2 separate regions of the Mus musculus genome follow, and region 1 is linked to region 2. Evidence: chromatin contacts called from public capture Hi-C data. All regions are on one chromosome and are shown on one strand. Each heading gives the region's core, a stretch centred on a gene start, on an enhancer-like site or on the middle of the called end of the contact. The rest is flanking DNA. Distances are from core to core; before and after follow the strand shown. Region 1 overlaps Ahdc1 (AT hook, DNA binding motif, containing 1). Region 2 overlaps Smpdl3b (sphingomyelin phosphodiesterase, acid-like 3B).

The links. Capture Hi-C pulls out chosen DNA fragments and counts their contacts.
Region 1: a contact with region 2 is called in a capture Hi-C map of embryonic stem cells, with 2.6 times the contacts expected there. The contact joins two enhancer-like sites. A contact is called at or near these places in 2 of 9 other capture datasets (adipose tissue and embryonic stem cells).

The regions. Positions count from the first base shown.
Region 1 is chr4:133,068,683-133,073,125 of GRCm38.p6, forward strand. All of the region lies in intron 6 of Ahdc1 (AT hook, DNA binding motif, containing 1), which reads left to right. Among named protein-coding and RNA genes, the nearest start is that of Gm26615, 13 kb to the right of the region's middle. Within about 2 kb of position 1,874, at least 54 of the 459 cell types and tissues checked have an H3K27ac peak or open chromatin away from gene starts, as enhancers often do. A contact at or near this core is called in embryonic stem cells, where this site is marked.
Region 2 is chr4:132,734,567-132,739,197 of GRCm38.p6, forward strand. Smpdl3b (sphingomyelin phosphodiesterase, acid-like 3B) reads right to left here. Exons shown (of 8, transcript NM_133888.2): 6 at 3,671-3,851; 7 at 3,453-3,586. Among named protein-coding and RNA genes, the nearest start is that of Xkr8, 4.3 kb to the left of the region's middle. Within about 2 kb of position 2,780, at least 15 of the 459 cell types and tissues checked have an H3K27ac peak or open chromatin away from gene starts, as enhancers often do. A contact at or near this core is called in embryonic stem cells, where this site is marked.

The sequences.
Region 1 (4,443 bases), core at 624-3,123, 330 kb after region 2:
AGCCCTCCCTGTGCATGCATCAGGCATTGGAAGCACCAGAAAAGAGGCGCTTGATTCTCAGAGGACCTTGGGTTCAGAGAGAAAGACAGGAAACACAGAAGGGCGCAGAACACTTGTTGGGTAGAGGTGTGGAGAAGAATGGGGCAAGGCCAGCAAGGAGGTTGTGAGAGATTGCATCAGGGAACCCAGACCTTCCAGCTACCAATAGGACGCAGGAGCTACATGGTAGGCGGGGAGGACCTACTGGGCAGGGGGACCAGCAGGCGGTGTGTACGGTCTTGAGGCAGGGAGGGGTTGGGCTTTGAAGAGCTGAGGGATGAAGAGGCAGGAAAGCTAAGCAAGGGCCAGATTGGCAGAGGCAGGGCCTGTCAGACACTGCAAGGAATTTGAATCATTCCAAGATGTACAGGGAGCCATTGTAGAAAGGAGACCAGACAAGCCAGCCGTGATGGTGGCTTGGACTAAAGTGATCTGCGGTAATGCTTTAGTTAGGATAACAGACAAGTGCCTCATGTAGAGCAACCACCCTCTGGTGCCAAGGACTAGTTAAAATCCTGTGAGAGAGAAAGGTTGGAGGATGCAGAGAGTAGAGTGGCAGGGAGGGAGAATTGGTAGAGGGAGCCACGCTGTCAGCAGCAGGCTTAAGCAGAGAAGACAGTGACAACGCTCACTCACCGACAGGGCAGCGAGCAGCTTTAATAGGCACTGGGTAGCGGCGCTCCGGCTCATCTACTCATCCTCTGCTCCTTGGAGCCCATTCTGTGGCAGGATCTGGGGAGACAGAGTAGACAGGGCTCCTGTCAGCAGTTCAGCACCGGCCCAGGAAGTTAAAACAGGCACACGGGAACCTGGAGACACCTGGTAGGGGATGGCATGTCCCCAAAGGTGGGAAGGAGCAAGGATTGCACCCCAGGCACTAGGTGTTGGGCTGAGAAATCCTTCTGTACACATGTGTGTTGTCCTCGTATGTAACACTGCCCCAGGACTCCTCACACCATCCTGGGCAGAGAGGATGTTCTAGGCTTTCATTGGAGAGTTAAGGATACAGGGACACCTGAACTCTGCCCAGGGATCCATAGTTTGTAAAACATGGAGCCATCTCTGCCCTTCAGAGCTGCCACAGGCCTGTTCTTCACCCACATCCCCAGCTCCCTGTGTGCAAGCAAAATGGAGGCTCCCATAAGGCGAACCCCATGGTTCTTTGGGATCAGAAGTTGTTTTGTATCTTAGCCCTGGCTGACCTGGAACTTGCTTCCTCCTGCCTCAGCCTACTGAGCGCTGGTGTTCCAGGCACTGACCACTGGGTCCAGAAGGTCTAATGTTTTAAATGAATTTTGTGGGTTTGTGGTAAGAAGCTGAGCTTGAAGAAAAGGCGAGATTATGGAGCCAGGGGAGGGCACCGCAGGCAGTGGGAACTGAGGTCAAGAGCAAGCTCCGTCCCAGGGAGAGCTGGGAATGTGTGTCCTGCCTCTGCTGAGTACTGTAGCTGACAGGACAGTTGGAAATAGGTGAAAAGGGGTGAAAAGGAGTGGAGGGGACCTTCAGCTCATACAGGCATATTCTTAGGTCCCCTAAATGAAAAGCAGACCCAGACAGACTAGCTCCATACTGGGGCCCTTAAACCAAATACCAACTGCAGCAGACCCCAGGAGTAGAGATGAGATGGTGGAAAGGGACCAGATACATTCAGGAATCTCTAATCCTTCTCTCCTCCCTATTAGCTCTTGGCTGTAGAAGGGAGGCCAAGAGAAATGTCACAGGTCCTCCCAGGTTACACCAGCTGGGGCTGGACCGGAACAGGAGGCAGTTTCCAAGACCACCAGCCAGCCAGGGTCAGCAGGCATGCCCAGGCCTGGCTGTTCTGGGCTTTGTCTCTCTGAGTTTTGAATCCTTAAGAGGTCACTTGATCTTGCCTCTGGCTCTGAGCAAGAGGCCTCATGTCAGGCCTCAGCCGGTCTTGCCCTGCTTCCTCCAGGCACCAGGTTTTCTCCTCCTTCTGAGGTCACCCTCCAGTTCTACTGTCTGCTTTCCCTGGAGCCATATTTAGGCTAGGCCTTCTTGTTTCAGGCCCCCGCTTCTTGGAAATACCATCTCTCTATGAACATACCTTCTGCTGCTGCTCCTCTCTCTGCACCCCACATTCCTGGTAAAAGCAGACCTCTAAAACTGGCAGGCAGTGGCTAGGAGTACGTGTCTGTGGCTACACACAGGCCGCTCTGTGCACTTGGTTCCAGCCCTTAGCAACTAGGTGATCTGGTGACTCACATAACCTGGTGATTCACAGCATCTCTATCTCTTGTAAGAATGAAGGGGATTGACATGTAAAGCCCTTAGCCCTGGCCTGGCCCACAAGCAAGCACCTCGGCAGTGGCTGGTAGATGGGTGGATGAATACCTTCCCACGGTCTGGATTCTGGGTCCCTAATTCAAGCAGTGTGAGTCACACATCTCCAACCCTTGTCCCTGACCTTTGCTTGACCAAAGATAGCCCTCCTGCATCTGTTGCCTGCTGCCCTATGACAAGAGCCTTGTGTTCTGGTATGGGCCTCAAGCATTTGGAAACCTTGAAATTCTTCTTGGGCCTGGAGATATAGGTGATTGTTGGAGTGTTTGCCTATTGTGTACACACAAGGCCCTGGATTCCACCCCCAGACCTGGGGATATGGATGGTAGACAGGGTAATCGCAGTGCTTTTATGTTAGCCACTAGATCAAGTCCTCCTGGGAAGAGGTAGGGGTGTAGAGAGAAGGTCGGCCCCACTCCTAGGCACCTTCAGTAGTTACTGGGTCAGCTAGATCCCCGTCTATACAGTTTGCACAGTCTTCTCCCCAAAATCCAAGCCTCTGAGAACGTTCCTTATAACTTTATAGTATGTTATGGTTTTCCCTGGATAGCTCTGTCTGGTTCGTCACTGTCTGTCCATCTTTGGTTCCACGATGCCTGTGCTGGAGAAGTAGATGCAGTCTGTGTCCAGTCCACGTGAACTAGCAGCCCACTCTGCACTGGCCAGTAAACCATGCCCAAGACACCATGGACCACGAACCTAATGCGCTTGTTTCAACCCTACATGAGGACCCTGTCTAGGGGAGGCTGGGTTCTCCAGCAAGAAGGCGGATCCTCCACACCAGCCCTTGTGAGCTACATGAGGAGGGAGGGTAGACAGCAGGAACTTCCTTGAGGCTGGAAATGGAGCCTAACAAATGAGAGATTTCAGCAGTGAGAGCCCTACTCAGCCACCTGGGTCTCTGGCCCACCCCCACCCCAGTCCATTCTGCCCGTGGTGGCCGCCAAAGTGCTTGCTGTTCAGCATTTTTAGATGCACAGTGTCTGGAGCCCCTAAAATATTTATTGGATGAATTGATTAAAGCACATCTGTTCTTGCAGCTCCATGCTTCACACCTTTTGATTGCATCCTTCCTCTCCAGCCTTGTCTACAGAACCCCGGCTTGAATGCCTGCCATGGTACAGAGGGTATCTGGGCTTCTGTCCCAGCATCCACCTCTGCCTGAGCCCCATCTCTCTCTCTCTCTCTCTCTCTCTCTCTCTCTCTCTCTCTCTCTCACACACACACACACACACACACACACACACACACCCTTCCTGACCAGGCCGAGTCAGGAGGGAGCATGAGAGAAGTCTTTATAGGATATGCCCTCGTTTTCTTTGCCCTCACCTGGTTGCCCTCTCTTACCCGCTGTGGTCTCCTACCTGTCTGCCCTGTCCAGGAGTGTCCCCAGCATGCCATCAGTTCCTTTGGACTGTTCACTCATGTCTGATCATGTGAGGGATATGGCAGGTGTATGTGCACATGCATGCACACATGTATGCATGTGAAAGAAATAGACTGCAAGAAATAGCCTGGAAGAACCAAGAGAGGAAAGGGTGGTCCCCTGAACGTGGTGGTCGGTGCCTGCCTTTAATCCCAACACCCTGGAGGCAGAAACGTGCACTCTTGACTGCCAGACCAGCCAGGGCTACATAGAGAAAACCCTGTCTCCAAAAGAGAGAGGTGAAGGCTCAGTGCCTAAATCTTCAGGAAGTAATCCTAAAAGTGGCACACAGAAGGGTGTGTCAGGGAACCTGTCGACACTCTCGGGACCAGGTAGCTTTCAGAGGGGAGGCCTCCTCCCTGGAGACACATCTATATGTGTAATAGTGTACAAATGTGGAGATGAGGACTTGTTACCTCAGGACAAGATGAACTGGAAAGTGGGTGGTATGCTCACAGCAGATTGGGTGTCTGCAGATGAGAAGCCTGTCTAGTCCATCAGCAAGTTTTGTAGGTCTCTGTGTCCAGCAACAAAGGGGGGGGCTCTCAGAACCAAAGTTCAAGGCACCGATCCTGAAAAGTGGAGGAGCCCCCCAGACCCTGAGGTCTTTGGTCTCAGTTGGAAGCCTCCTGTGACCCTTCACTGAACCTCTCGTGGTATTTCTGCCTGTCAGG
Region 2 (4,631 bases), core at 1,530-4,029:
CCCTCAGTCCTGTGACTTTCCAGGGTACAGAGAAAGCAGTGAATCGAGCGTGTAGACAATAGGCTAGACTCTTACAAATCCTCAGGCCTGGGGCCAACAAGATGGATCCCTAAAATCCACACAGTGGAAGGCATGACAGATAGAAGGCAAGAACTAACCTTGTCAAGTCACACACACACACACCAGTTTTCTCTTTCTTTCTTTCTTTCTTTCTTTCTTTCTTTCTTTCTTTCTTTCTTCCATTCCTCAGACGGGAGCAGAAGACATGGCTTTGTGTTTAAGAGTACTTTTTAAAAGATTTACTTTATGTAGAGAGAATATGCTGTATATTGTATGGATGTATCACCTGTCAATTAGAAGACCTATGGCCTATAGGAGAGGGTAGAGTAGAAGGTGGGACATCCAGGAGGCAGAAAGAATTCTGGGATAAAGACAAGCGGGAGAGGTTTGACCAAGGAAGATCACATGGTACCTGAGCACAGGTAACCAGCCATGTGGCAGAATGTTGATTAAAATAAATGGGTTAATTTAAATCATATCTAGTCAGAGAAGAGCCTAGCTCTACAGGCAAGGCATTTGTAAATATATCTTGAGTCTGAGTTTCTGGGAGCAAGGGGCTGGGAGGAAGAACCAGGACCTAAGTACAATTTAATTTTTAATTTTGTGAGGCAGCGGATATGCACACGTGTGCAGGTACCCACAGAGGCCAGAGGAAGCTGTCAGAGTCTCTGGAACTGGCCCTACAGGCAGTTGTGAGCCGCCTGATGTGGGTGCTAGGGACGGAACTTAAGTGATCTACAAGAGCAGTGTATACTGTTAACCACTGAGCCACCCCACCCATGGGCACTTCTGCACAACTCTGAGGAACCTAGTTTATATCCTAGCTCGCTCTCCCCACCCCCACCCTCATCCCCCAGACCAAGCAGGGCACTGTGGCTCATAGCTGCAATCCCAGCACTCAGGAGACTGAGGCAGAAAGGATGTATCAGGGCTGGAGAGATGACTCAGCAATAACAAACAGTAAAGAGCTGGCTCAATTCCCATCACCCACATGGCAGCTCACAACTGTCTGTAACTCCAGTTCCTGGGGATCCTACACCCTCACACAGACATATTACACACAGGTTATTTATTTAATGTGCATTGGGCAAAACACCAATGCACATTAAATAAATAGCCATTAAAAAATTTAAAAAGAGGGCTGGGGAGATGGCTCAGCGATTAAGAGCACTGACTGCTCTTCCAGAGATCCTGAGTTCAATTCCCAGCAACCACATGGTGGCTCACAACCATCTGTAATGGGATTTGTTACCATCTTCTGGTGTGCCTGAAGATACCTAATATATATATATAAAGAAAGGATGCACCAAGCATCTGCCAACACATGCTGGCTCCTCCGCCTCTGAACCATCTTCAGACTCAGATGCTTCTCAGCAGCCTGGCCCAGCCACCACCCTCTCCAGCAGGTGTCCTCACTCCAGACCTTGGTCACAGCAGTCTGCTCTTTGCCCAGCAGACAAGGTGATTTTGTGAAACTGTGACTCAGAACAGTTTGCACTTCTGTCCCCTGCTCTTCAGATCCAGACCTTGACCTGGCCCGGTGCCTTCCACCCTTGGCTCCTGCCCTCTGGGGTCACCTGGTCTCCCTGCTCTCCCACAGGAACACTAAGCCACTTCCCACCCCCACCCCCACCCCCACCCCACCCCGGGGCATCTGACCTGCTCTTCCCTCTACCTTCCCTTCAAAGCCAGCTGTGTTCTCAGTTTACACAGAACTCAAATGCCTCCTTACTTAGGACATTTCCCTCATCCCATCTACTTAACACATCTCACACACACTCCAAAAACAGCTGCACTTTCCTTCCCCACCCCTTCCTCCCTTCTTGCCTCTCTCCTTCCCTGTTCTTTCTTCAGTGTTGGAAATCACCCCTCCACCATGCTAAGCAATCACTCTGCTGCTGAGCTGTAGCCTTGACTCCCCACCCCACCCCCACCTCATACCCCTTCTGAGACAGGGTCTCCTGGCTAAGCTCCTGTCTGGTCTTGAACTCACTATGTGGCCCAGGCTGGTTTTAAATTTTAGTCCTGTACCTCAGCCTCCCAAGTGCCTGCCTGGTATTCCAGTCCCATGCCAGCAGGCTCAGCTACCACCCTGCCTTTCCTGTCTCCCATGTTAAATTTTATGTAGCTATTTACTGCCTTCCTCCTGTAGGGATTTTGACGCAGGAAAGTAGTTACTCTATTGTTTGTTTCTGCATCTCCTAAGCTTTGAACAGAGCCGGGTGTGTATGTGGCCTGTGCTTAGTACTTTCTGTTGAATGAATGAAGTAGTATCTCTTTCGCCATTTCTACAACCCCAGCACATCCTAGGAAGTGAAGAAGTATTCACAGGGTTAGGGTCTGAGTGCTAGTTGATGAATGGAGGTGGGGCAATGGGCTTGAACTCAGACCGAGAGAAGTCTTCCATGCCAGCCTCCAAAGAGACAATTTTATCTTGAGGGCACTCGGGAGATCTTTAAGGTTTGTGAGTCACGGAGAGGCAAAATGAAGTCAATGTTCTAGGAAGATGAATGGGGCAGCAGGGAGACCAGGCAGTCATAGTAACCCAGGACAAGTAGAACAGGCTTTGGGGTTAGAATAGATCTGATTTGGTGGCAGGTGACTCCCAAGGGTCTAACCAAGATTCCCTTCCACGGTGGTTTGAATACGGTTAGCCCATGGGAAGTAGCACTATTAGGAGGTGTGGCCTTGTGGGGATAGGTGTGGCCTTGTTGGAGGAAGTGTGTCACTGTGTAGGAGGGTTTTGAGGTCTCCTAGTGCTCAAGTTCCGCCCAATGTGAAAGAGAATTGTGGGAAGCCGTGAACAATCGCCATTACAAGATGGCGCTGGCTTCCTCAGTGCCTAACTAGTAAACAAGCAATGTGCGCAGGTGCTAGAGTAAATTCGTGCCAAGTCACTGCCCATCCCGGGGTGTAATAGTGGGGTGATGGGTGAGCAGCTAATCAGGAGCTGACACGTCACAGAGGTGTATTTAAGCAGCTCCATTTTCCGGGTTCGGGGTCTTCCTGAGAAGTAAGCAATAATAGAAGGATCTGGTTGTCCGAGTGTGTTTTGCTGGCGAGACGTTACAAGGACAAGAGAGAATCTCCTGCCCCTTCTGAGCAAGATGTAGAACTCTCAGCTCTTAACCAGCACCGTGTCTGTCTGGGCTCTGCCATGCCTCCCACCATGATGATAAATGGACTGAACCTCTGAACCTGTAAGCCAGCCCCAGTTAAATGTTGTCCTTTATAAGAGTTGCCTTGAACAGGGGTGTCTCTTCACAGCAATGAAACCCTAACTAAGGCATCCTCCAAGGCTCAGTGGTCAGTAGCAACTGGGTCAGCTGAAGGTTAGGAAAGGTGGTGATAGACTTAGATTTCCCCCAACCCAGCAGACCCAAACTCCTAACCTTCAAGTTGAGTGTGGCTCGATCATACTCGAAAATGCGTATCCCTGGATTGTTGGCCCCATCGACCACTCCAGGTAATGTGGTCTTCCACGGTGTGACCCCGGGTGTGAGAAACATGACGTTTATGGGGGCACCTTTAGGGGGAAAAGACAGCAGGCTGAAAAAGGGGTAAGGAAAGAAGAGGCTGGCAGGTGGCCAGTTCCCTCAGGATGGAGCACCTGTGTTGTCATAGAACATTCGGAAGCTGTCGGTATGGTGGTGTCCAAAGAACTGCCCTGCTATGACCCGATGGTGCTTCTGGATCACCTTCAGATACTCCTCATTGAAGCTCTCTCGGAACCAGGCCTTGTTCTGTGTCTTCTCAAAGAACCCCGGGGGCACGTGGCCAATAACATACACCTGCAAGAATGAGGTTCTGCGATCAGAGATGCCCTCTCCAGCCCCCATTTCCACCTTCCAAAACCTGCCCATGTCCTCCCTCTGAACGTAGCCCCAGAGCACATCTTCCCCAAACTCTTCCTGATCCTTCAAAGAGAGCTCCTTGATTCCCAGAGCTGGGGCTGATCCTGCATGACTGTGAGAGAACGCTACGTGGTCCTGTGCATTTCCACTGCAAAATGTAGAACAGGGGCAGAAATGAGAGCATGTGCTTAGCCAGGGGCAACTGGCTCACACCTTCAATCCCAACACTTGGAAGGCAGAGGCAGGCAGATGTCTGGGAGTCCAAGGCCAGCCTGGTCAACATGAGTGTGTGTGTGTGTGTGTGTGTGTGTGTGTGTGTGTGTGTGTGAATGTATGTTTAATGTATGAATGCTATATCTGCATGTACACCTGTGTGCCAAAAAAGAGCATCAAATCCCATTACAGATGGTTGTGAGCCACCATGTGGTTGCTGGGAATTGAACTCAGGACCTCTGGAAGAGCAGCCAGTGCTCTTAATGCTTAGCCATCCCTCCAGCCTGAGAGCTTATATTAAAAATAAAGGGCATGAATGAGCTTTGGCCTCTAACTTCAGCTTGGACACCAGCTACATGCCATCTCTCTGAGCTTCAAGTTTCTCGTTTGGAAGAGTCTCCACTTGGTGGAGCTTGCTACCAAATTAAAAGAGGGGGAGCCGCCCAAAGCACTATATGCCTGCTGTTGGCATGGTGAGCACTCACCAGCACCAGCCACAAAACT